Linked DNA regions of Mus musculus: region 1 is linked to region 2. A link is a contact called in public HiChIP or PLAC-seq data. All regions are on one chromosome and are shown on one strand. The core of a region is the stretch at or near the end of the contact, and the rest is flanking DNA. Distances in the headings are between cores, read along the strand shown. Region 1 overlaps Shisal1 (shisa like 1). Region 2 overlaps Parvb (parvin, beta).

Region 1 (4,028 bases), core at 198-2,697, 120 kb after region 2:
CAGAGGAAGCCAGGTGTGGTGGTGCACACCTGTGATCACAGAGGAAGCCAGGTGTGGTGGTGCACACCTGTGATCACAGAGGAAGCCAGGTGTGGTGGTGCACACCTGTGATCCCCAGCACTCGGGAGACTAAGGAACAAGAATCTTGAGTTCATGGCTAGCCTGGGCTACAGAATGAGACCCTGTATCTAAACAATCACAAATAAAAATCACTGAGGACATCCTCAATAGGTCTAGGCACGGACAAGCAGGAAACCATGCCTAAAGTTACACTTCCAGGAAGAGGTCGGCTGGTGCAGTCATAGGTGGCACAGGTCTTGTGTTTAGTAACCTGGGAGGTGGAGCTCACTTGTATAAAAAACAATGTTATTTTCCTTGTCAAGGGATGTTCCAGTGGGGTGAGCTGCTGTCTCTTTGGGCCTAGCTGCTAATAGGCTTAACCAAAGAGCAGGACCACAGGGTCAAGAGGCAGCGTGTTGAACACAGACCCAGTTCGACCTAGTGGTCCGCCCAGATTCAGGCCCAGGAGAGCCAACTGCTCTGTTTTTTCTGGAGACCAATCTCCACACCTGCAGGCCCTCTTTCCTAGCCATCGCCTGGCATCCTGCCTCGGGAGAGAGAGAAAGAAAGAGAGAGACAGAGAGACACACAGAGAGAGCATACAGGTAGGCACAAGAGAGAGACAGAGAGACAGACAGAGTGAGTGAGACAGAGAGAGAGAGAGAGAGAGAGAGAGAGAGCATGCATGCAAGCACAAGAGAGACAGAGAGACAGAGAAACAGAAACAGAGTGAGACAGAGAGAGCATACATGCAAGCACAAGAGAGATAGAGAGACAGAGAAACAGAGATAGAGTGAGACAGAGAGAGAGAGAGCATGCATGCAAGCACAAGAGAGATAGAGAGACAGAGAAACAGAGACAGGGTGAGACAGAGAGACAGAGAGAGAGCATGCATGCAAGCACAAGAGAGATAGAGAGACAGAGAAACAGAGATAGAGTGAGACAGAGAGACAGAGAGAGCATGCATGCAAGCACAAGAGAGACAGAGAGACACAGAGAGACAGAGAGACACACAGAGAAAGCTGATTGCTTTCTCCTGTGGCTCTGAGCAAAGGTTCCCCCCTGACTTGTCAGGGACAAGACCAGTCTAGGAGGGGTGTAGGGTGCCTGGCTGGCCCTCCTTTGGCCCCTGGCTGCCTGCTGGGCTGGAAGCAGGCATCTTGCTGCGGTGGTGGAATTGGCAAAGCAGCCTCCTTTTCGCGTTCAGTGGCTTGCCTTCTTGCCAGGCAGCTGGAATCACCACACAACACTCTGTTCATCCAAAACACACAAATAAATAAGACCAGGTCACCAGCCCACCTCCTGCTGACTCACTGCGGTGGAGGAGGAGGAGCCTCTTGGGGGGCGGGGTGTCACACTGGCTTGAACCATTGGGCGGGGCCTGAGATTCTGGATCTCCAGCCTCAGGAGATGGGGCAACTTCCCTGGCTTCAGACAAGGCCCAGCCTCCTGCCCTGTGGCTGAATGACAGATCAAGGGTGTCTGTGTCCCCAGCCTCAACCCTTGCCAACTTGCTGGGGTCCAGGACAAGGGAACCTCATCCACATGTTTTTGGTCCCTCTCTTCTCCCTCCCAGAGAGTCTGAGGCTGAGTGAGTCAGGGTGGCTGTGACTTTGGTATGGCAAAGGTCCTAAATGGTAGTGAATCCACAAGTTGTCTCCATACGGTGAGTCTACCCTACAGTAACAGTGACTTTCTTTGGCCACATTTCAGGCTGTCATCCCGACTTCTGACTCCCAAAGATTCACCTCTTGTCACCTCTCTATAACTGAGTCCACCTGGAAGCCAACCCCTGCTATAGGTCCCTGGGCCTGGGTTCTCTCCACAAAGCCCCTGAGCCTGGAAACTGGACAGAAGGCTCCCACTGCCCCTCTGTGTGGCTTGATTCCCTCCCAAGCCACATTCTGGCTTTTGTGGACTGATCAGGTCCCCAGGGTCCTCGTCCCAATAGCTTGCTCTATGATACAAATGCCGCTTACAGCTTTCAGGATAGAATTCCTATCCCAACCAATTGGGAGTTCCTGCCTCTGGCTGGGAAGCCCCGCCCCTGGCTGAGAAGCCTTGCCCCTGGCTGGGAGGCCCCGCCCTTGGTTGAGAACCCCCCACACCACCCCACCCCCTGACCTTGTCTAGGAAGCCCTGTCCCACCTGGGAGGCCAGGCCTAACCCAGTCTCATCCATGTCCACTCCTCCTCTGCAAGGAGTCTGCCCAGAGTTACTCATTCCGACTTCACTTCTAGGTCTGGCTGCCTCGGCTCCCTTAGAAGGAGTGCTGGCTTGGTGGTGAGACAGCAGGGCCCAGCTGTATCACCCTACGGAGAGGGAGTATCAGGAAGATGGCTAGACGCTTGCTTACAAAGGAAGATGCCCTAGGTCAGCAGGCCCCACATCTGTCAAGGGACACTGGTGTCAGCGGGGTGGGTGTGGGTTGGTCCTTACATCTGACAGGTAGAGGCTGGAATAGTCCCGCCCAGGCCCAGGTGATCTCACAGTGAAGGAGGACCAGACCCTAACATCAGAGTGCCTTCCTGAGCCTCCCTCTAAGGTCTGCCTCTGCCAGAAGACTCTCCAGAGTTCCTAAGGTGGGGTCTCCAGAGCCCTAGGATGTCTGAGATTCCCCACTGTTCTCCTGTGTCAAACCAGCTAGCTGTGGCTGTGAGTCCCTGTGACCAGCACGGCAGGATAGACAGCACAGAGACTCACAGATGCCTTGTCCCGCCTGGAGTGCTTCCGAAAGCCAAGGATTAAAAACTCAACGAAGCTTCAGAGCATCACCATTCCCACTCCCTCTGGGGGAAGGCCCTGGGTATTGGCAGCCAGCAGCAACAGCCAGGCCCCTGTGCCTGCTTTGTGGGAAACCCTGTGGGAGCAGATTATAGAAACCTGTGGGCTTCTAAGGGAGGCTCCCAGACCCCAGGTGCCAGACCTCGAGGAAGTCTATTTGTGGGGGGCCCAGCCTCTGCCTGGCTTTTCCAGGGCACCTGTAGCACGCTGAGTCTCAACCCCAGTCCTGGCACTACCCTTCCCCCATCATGGAAACAGCCCCTGGTCTCACAAAAGGCTTAGGCCAAATTCCAGGCTTGGTTCCAGCCCCTGCTATGATGGACGGGGCTTGCTGAGCCACTTCACACACAGGATTATTCAGAGGCCCAAGCAGATGGCAGGATATTCAGGGGAAGCTCCGTGCAGCTGAGAAAGGAGCTCTCAGGAGCTGGCCGGGGTGGGAGGAGGAGAGGCTTGGATGATAGTCAGAGAGTCTGCATCTCCTGCCCACCCAAAGGAAAGAGGCACCTTCTCCAGAGGGAACGGAGTCTGGTAGCAAAGTCTCAAACTCCAGAGGCAGACGGAGCTAGAGGCTCAGTTCCTCAGCCCTGTTGCTCCCGGCACTGCCATAATCCTTATCAAGAGCCACTCCATAATATTCCCTTTCAGTCCATTGTTCCTACCATGGGAAATCCTTCAATCCCCAGGGCAAGAGGTGAAGCCTCCCATAATGTAGGGATAATAAGAATGCCTGACTGTTGGCATGTTTTAGAAACACTAGCCTATGCAGTTGGAAAAGGAAAACCAACCAACCAACCAACCAACCAACCAACCAACCAACCAAAAGCAAACAGAACCAAGAACAACAAAAAGCTAGGGAAGCAGGGGCACGTGGATCTCTGTGAGTTCAAGACCAGCCTGGCCTACAGAGAGAGTTCCAGGACAGCCAAGGCTGCTCAGAGAAAACCCCAACTGGAAAAACCAAACCAACCAATAACCGAACAAAAGCCAGAAACTGTGAAAGTAAGGCTGGCATCAGGACTCAGGAGGCTGTGTGCAAGTGCGCAAGTTCAGGGCCACCCTATGAGCTCCTGCCTCACGAGCAAGGAAGGGGGATATGGGGCTATTTCTCCCCAGTGGCATAACTGGAAACAAGAGAGAATCGATCAAAAAGGTGTTACAAAAACTGAGGACAGAATTCATGA
Region 2 (3,901 bases), core at 1,286-3,785:
AAATAAATAAATAAATCTTGAGGGGCTTAGAGAGGTGGCTCAGCGGTTAAGAGCACTGACTGCTCTTCCAAAGGTCCTGAGTTCAAATCCCAGCAACCACATGGTGGCTCACAGCCATCTGTAATGGGATCTGACGTTCCCTTAAGTGAGTCTGAAGACAGTGACAGTGTACTCATATACATAAAGTAAATAAACCTTTAAGAAGAAGACATACCCTTGAGATGGGTCCCTTGCTCGCTACCCCGTCTGACCTGAGGCCTCTGTTTGCTACCCCCCCCCCCCCCCCCGCAGCTATCCATGGGAAGAACCTAGTGGCCATTCTGCATCTCCTCGTCTCCCTGGCCATGCACTTCAGGGCCCCCATTCACCTTCCTGAGCATGTCACCGTGCAGGTGGTGGTCGTTCGGGTGAGTACGCAGGGCCATTGTCTCTCTGTCCATCTCTGCTGGCGAGGCAAGCCGACGTTTTCTTCTTGTAGTTTTCCAGCCTTTTTTTTTTCCCGCCCCCCTGCATCCCAAGAGCCTACCTTTTATTTTTCCCTCTTGATAAAATGCATATCTCACCCTGGTGCTTCAAGAAATGATTGGAGCAGGGACAATGGCGTTGATTTTGAGAGCGGCACACGGGCGTTGAGGTTTAATTTCCCAGATTTCTGGAGAGAGCGTTCATTTCTTCCCAAAGCCACCGAGTCGGAATTCAATCCCCTTGAACGTGCTTATTACTCACTGGAGGAGGCTGTGACCGGCAGAATGAAATAGACGCCCAAATTAAAGGCTCTCCACATTTGCTCCGTATTATAAGCCATCATCCTCCATTATTTCTTTTTTTAGGTTCATTTCTCTTGATTTACTCAGAGAAGGGAGCCAGGACCTGGGGTCCTGCTAACGGGGGAGTGGGGGACAGGCATGGATCTGCTGTGAGGACTGTCTTGTGTTTTAGTGTTCAAGCACACAGGTGCTGGCCGGGTTTGGTTCCTGTGCACAATTTTACCAGGAACCACGTATTAAGCACCTACTGGGTGCCAGACATTTGCCTGAACTGCTGGGGACCCTGGGTGAGGATAACCAGTTTTGGCCTGGAAGAGACACCTTATCTGCCAAAGGGCTGAGGTCACACTTGGGACCTGTATGTCGGTGTTTATGTGTCTGGAGACATTCAGCTACACTCTGTTCTCTGGATTTTTAACTTATCTGTTTTGTGGTCTGTGGTCCACTGGGACCTGGCTGAGCCTGTGTTTTCTGAAGCCATTCCGACCTCTCTACTGCCCTGGGAGCTTAGTGGTACCCTGCCGGGAAAGCCCCGTGTCTGACATTAAGCGGAAGGTCACCTGCCATTTCTCCCTGCTTCCTTCCCCATCAGGATATTTGTGGTCAGCGAGAGTGACGCAAACTCAGGGGGACCATTCCTGCGGCCCTAGACTTGGCTGCTGGCTCCTAGGCAGCGGGCCGGGAAAGTCTTCCCAAGGACACATGGGAAAACGGTTCCTAAACCTACCTACGTCAGTCCAGGCCTCAAGAGTACTGAGCGGGCTCACCATCTGGGTATTTTCTTTCAGTCTTGCACACTGGTCCAAGACAAGCTGGGGGTTTTTTGGAAAATCTGACTGCCCTTGCAAGCCCCCTCCAGCTTGCTGCGCCTTGACTGGGATTCCGGGGTTGTCTGCATTGAGTCCAAAGGAAAAGAAACTGGGCAAGGAGATTCAACTGGATGGCAGCCTCTCAGCCTCCCAGTGTCTACTGCCTCTCCTGAGGTCCTCCAGACTGTCTGTGTGCTCGCTCGCTCGTTCGCTCGCTCGGGTGGCCCACCAACTTATTTGAAATGAGGCCATGCGAGGCTGGAAGGCATGAGATCCAAGCCTTGCTTACCCCCCCACCCCCACCCCAAGCCTTGCTTAGCCCCCCCCCGCCCCCCCCCCCAGCAATGGAAGGATTTCTCATGGCTGCGGTGATCGGCCTACAGACTCGGAGTGATGTTGCTAACCTTTCAATTATCCGGTTCCCAGTTTACCAAAGCCCGGCAACCAACAGGCACCTCATTCATGCCTATGCAAATAAGCGAACCCAATACCCAGAGTCTTCCTTGGCAGGCTCTGTTGAGTGCCAGTCAGAATGAGACTGGGATGAGCCATATGACGTCCCCAGTTGCATTTACTTGTTCACCAGGACCAGTCTACAAGATCCCTAGAGCCAGCTCAGGGAAGGGTGAGAGGGCTGCCTGGATAGGACTCAGGTTCCTGTCCCTCAGGAGCTTCAAGCAGGGACCTGCGGTTATGGCTACTTTGGCTGGCCTCTGGGAACTTCCAGTGTATGCGGGCTGCTATCTGCCATCATCTCTGCTGTCCTACCACTGCCCCGTGTGCCTGCCAGAGTTGCCGGGATGAAGGACCACTACTAACTGGAGCTTCCAATGGCGGGTGGATTTCTCCTCCCAGCACTTCCGGACTTTAGGAAAGCAGCTCTCTTTACCCTGTTCTGTTTCTGCCAAGGCTGGCTGTGTTCAGTGTCCATGTTCGTGCACTGCCACGGCCCTCTCTGTTTCTACTTTTTCCTTTTGGGGTATCCCACTCACCCCAGCTGCAGAGCTCACCACTATGTGGCCATTCTTAACTAGTATTGGAAGCCGAGAAGGAAAAGCAGGTTCCAACATCCTGGGTAGACATGTTTGGGGGATCCCGTTTGAGCAAGTGCCCACATGTTCTTTCTCTGGAGTCCTGTCCCCCCACCCCCACCCCACATGACTCATGAACTACCCATCTCTCCTGCCTCAACCGCAGAATATGGTCTCTAGTTGGTGTTTCTTGCCTGGAATGTTTCTCCCAAGCTTTGCTTAGTGACCATATCCCAGGGTACCACGGAGAACAATGTGAGGGTAGTCCCTCGTGTCGTCTGGAGTATACCCGTCCAGGCGTGAAGTGTGCACTGGGGCACATGGTTCTCCCTTTCTAGGCTGGCGTCCTGCCCAGGGTCACCATGAAGGGATTTCCCATGAGATCAGTGTTTGTCCTCTGTGTTGCCCCTGCTCCGTGGTCTGTCTGTCTTGATGATTTGTTTGCTTTGGGGTTTTCAGAAGCGAGAAGGCTTGCTGCACTCCAGCCACATCTCAGAGGAGCTGACCACGACCACAGAGTAAGTGGATGGCAGCCGCTCCTCAGGGTTCTGTACCTCAGGGACCCATGCCTCATGCAAGGCCTCAGGCCCAAGGCCCTGGCTTCAGCCCGGGACACTAGCCTGGGGGAGCCTGTGTTCATTCCTCCATACTCTTTAGTCTTAGTGTGTGCTTTTTTTGTGGAGTGACTTGCCTGCCTTCTTTCTCCACACAGTCCCTCTTGGGCTTCCCATGTCCGTCTCTCACCTCAAAGAGAGTCTCTCATTCCTTATTTTAGGAGGTGAACTGAAGGGATGGGTTAGTCAGTGAAGTGCTCACTGTGTGAGCATGAGGGACCCGATACTCAGCACCTATGTTAAACACGCGCGCGCGCACACACACACACACACACACACTCACACACACACAATTCAGGGACAGGGTTATGTATCTATAACTCCATCATGGGGGTGGCAGAGACGGGTGGATCTCTGAAGCCCATTGGTTAGTCTTTCTACCCAAATCAGTGTGTCTCAGGTTCAGTGAGAGACCCTGCCTCAAAAATACAACTCACACACACACACACATACAACACACACATACAACACGCACACACACACACACACACACACCATATACATTATACACAATTAAAAAAAAATTAAAGGAATGTCAGGGTGCCAGGTGTGTTAGCTCAGGATAGCCACCGAGACTCACGCTCACACTGGCCAGTCAAGTCCTGCTTGTTTTCTAGTTTTCCTCTCCCCTTGTCTATCAACAGTTGCTCTCTTAGAGGGAGCTACCATGTGATCAGTCA

What was found. HiChIP or PLAC-seq counts read pairs in DNA pulled down with a chosen protein or histone mark.
Region 1: a contact with region 2 is called in an HNF4G HiChIP or PLAC-seq map of pancreatic cancer cells. The contact joins two enhancer-like sites. A contact is called at or near these places in 2 of 15 datasets of contacts at CTCF or cohesin (large pre-B cells and pro-B cells), 5 of 484 Hi-C or Micro-C datasets (the HL-1 cell line, the N1E-115 cell line, forebrain and 2 more), 4 of 115 datasets of contacts at active chromatin or transcription factors (acute myeloid leukemia, embryonic basal ganglia, embryonic midbrain and 1 more) and 1 of 9 other capture datasets (embryonic stem cells).

Annotation. Positions count from the first base shown.
Region 1 is chr15:84,411,229-84,415,256 of GRCm38.p6, forward strand. The region is part of intron 3 of Shisal1 (shisa like 1); the gene reads right to left. Among named protein-coding and RNA genes, the nearest start is that of Gm46527, 18 kb to the right of the region's middle. Within about 2 kb of position 1,448, at least 130 of the 459 cell types and tissues checked have an H3K27ac peak or open chromatin away from gene starts, as enhancers often do. A contact at or near this core is called in the N1E-115 cell line and pancreatic cancer cells, where this site is marked.
Region 2 is chr15:84,292,491-84,296,391 of GRCm38.p6, forward strand. Parvb (parvin, beta) reads left to right here. Exons shown (of 13, transcript NM_133167.3): 6 at 292-407; 7 at 3,067-3,125. Among named protein-coding and RNA genes, the nearest start is that of Gm22890, 29 kb to the right of the region's middle. Within about 2 kb of position 2,536, at least 15 of the 459 cell types and tissues checked have an H3K27ac peak or open chromatin away from gene starts, as enhancers often do. A contact at or near this core is called in the N1E-115 cell line and pancreatic cancer cells, where this site is marked.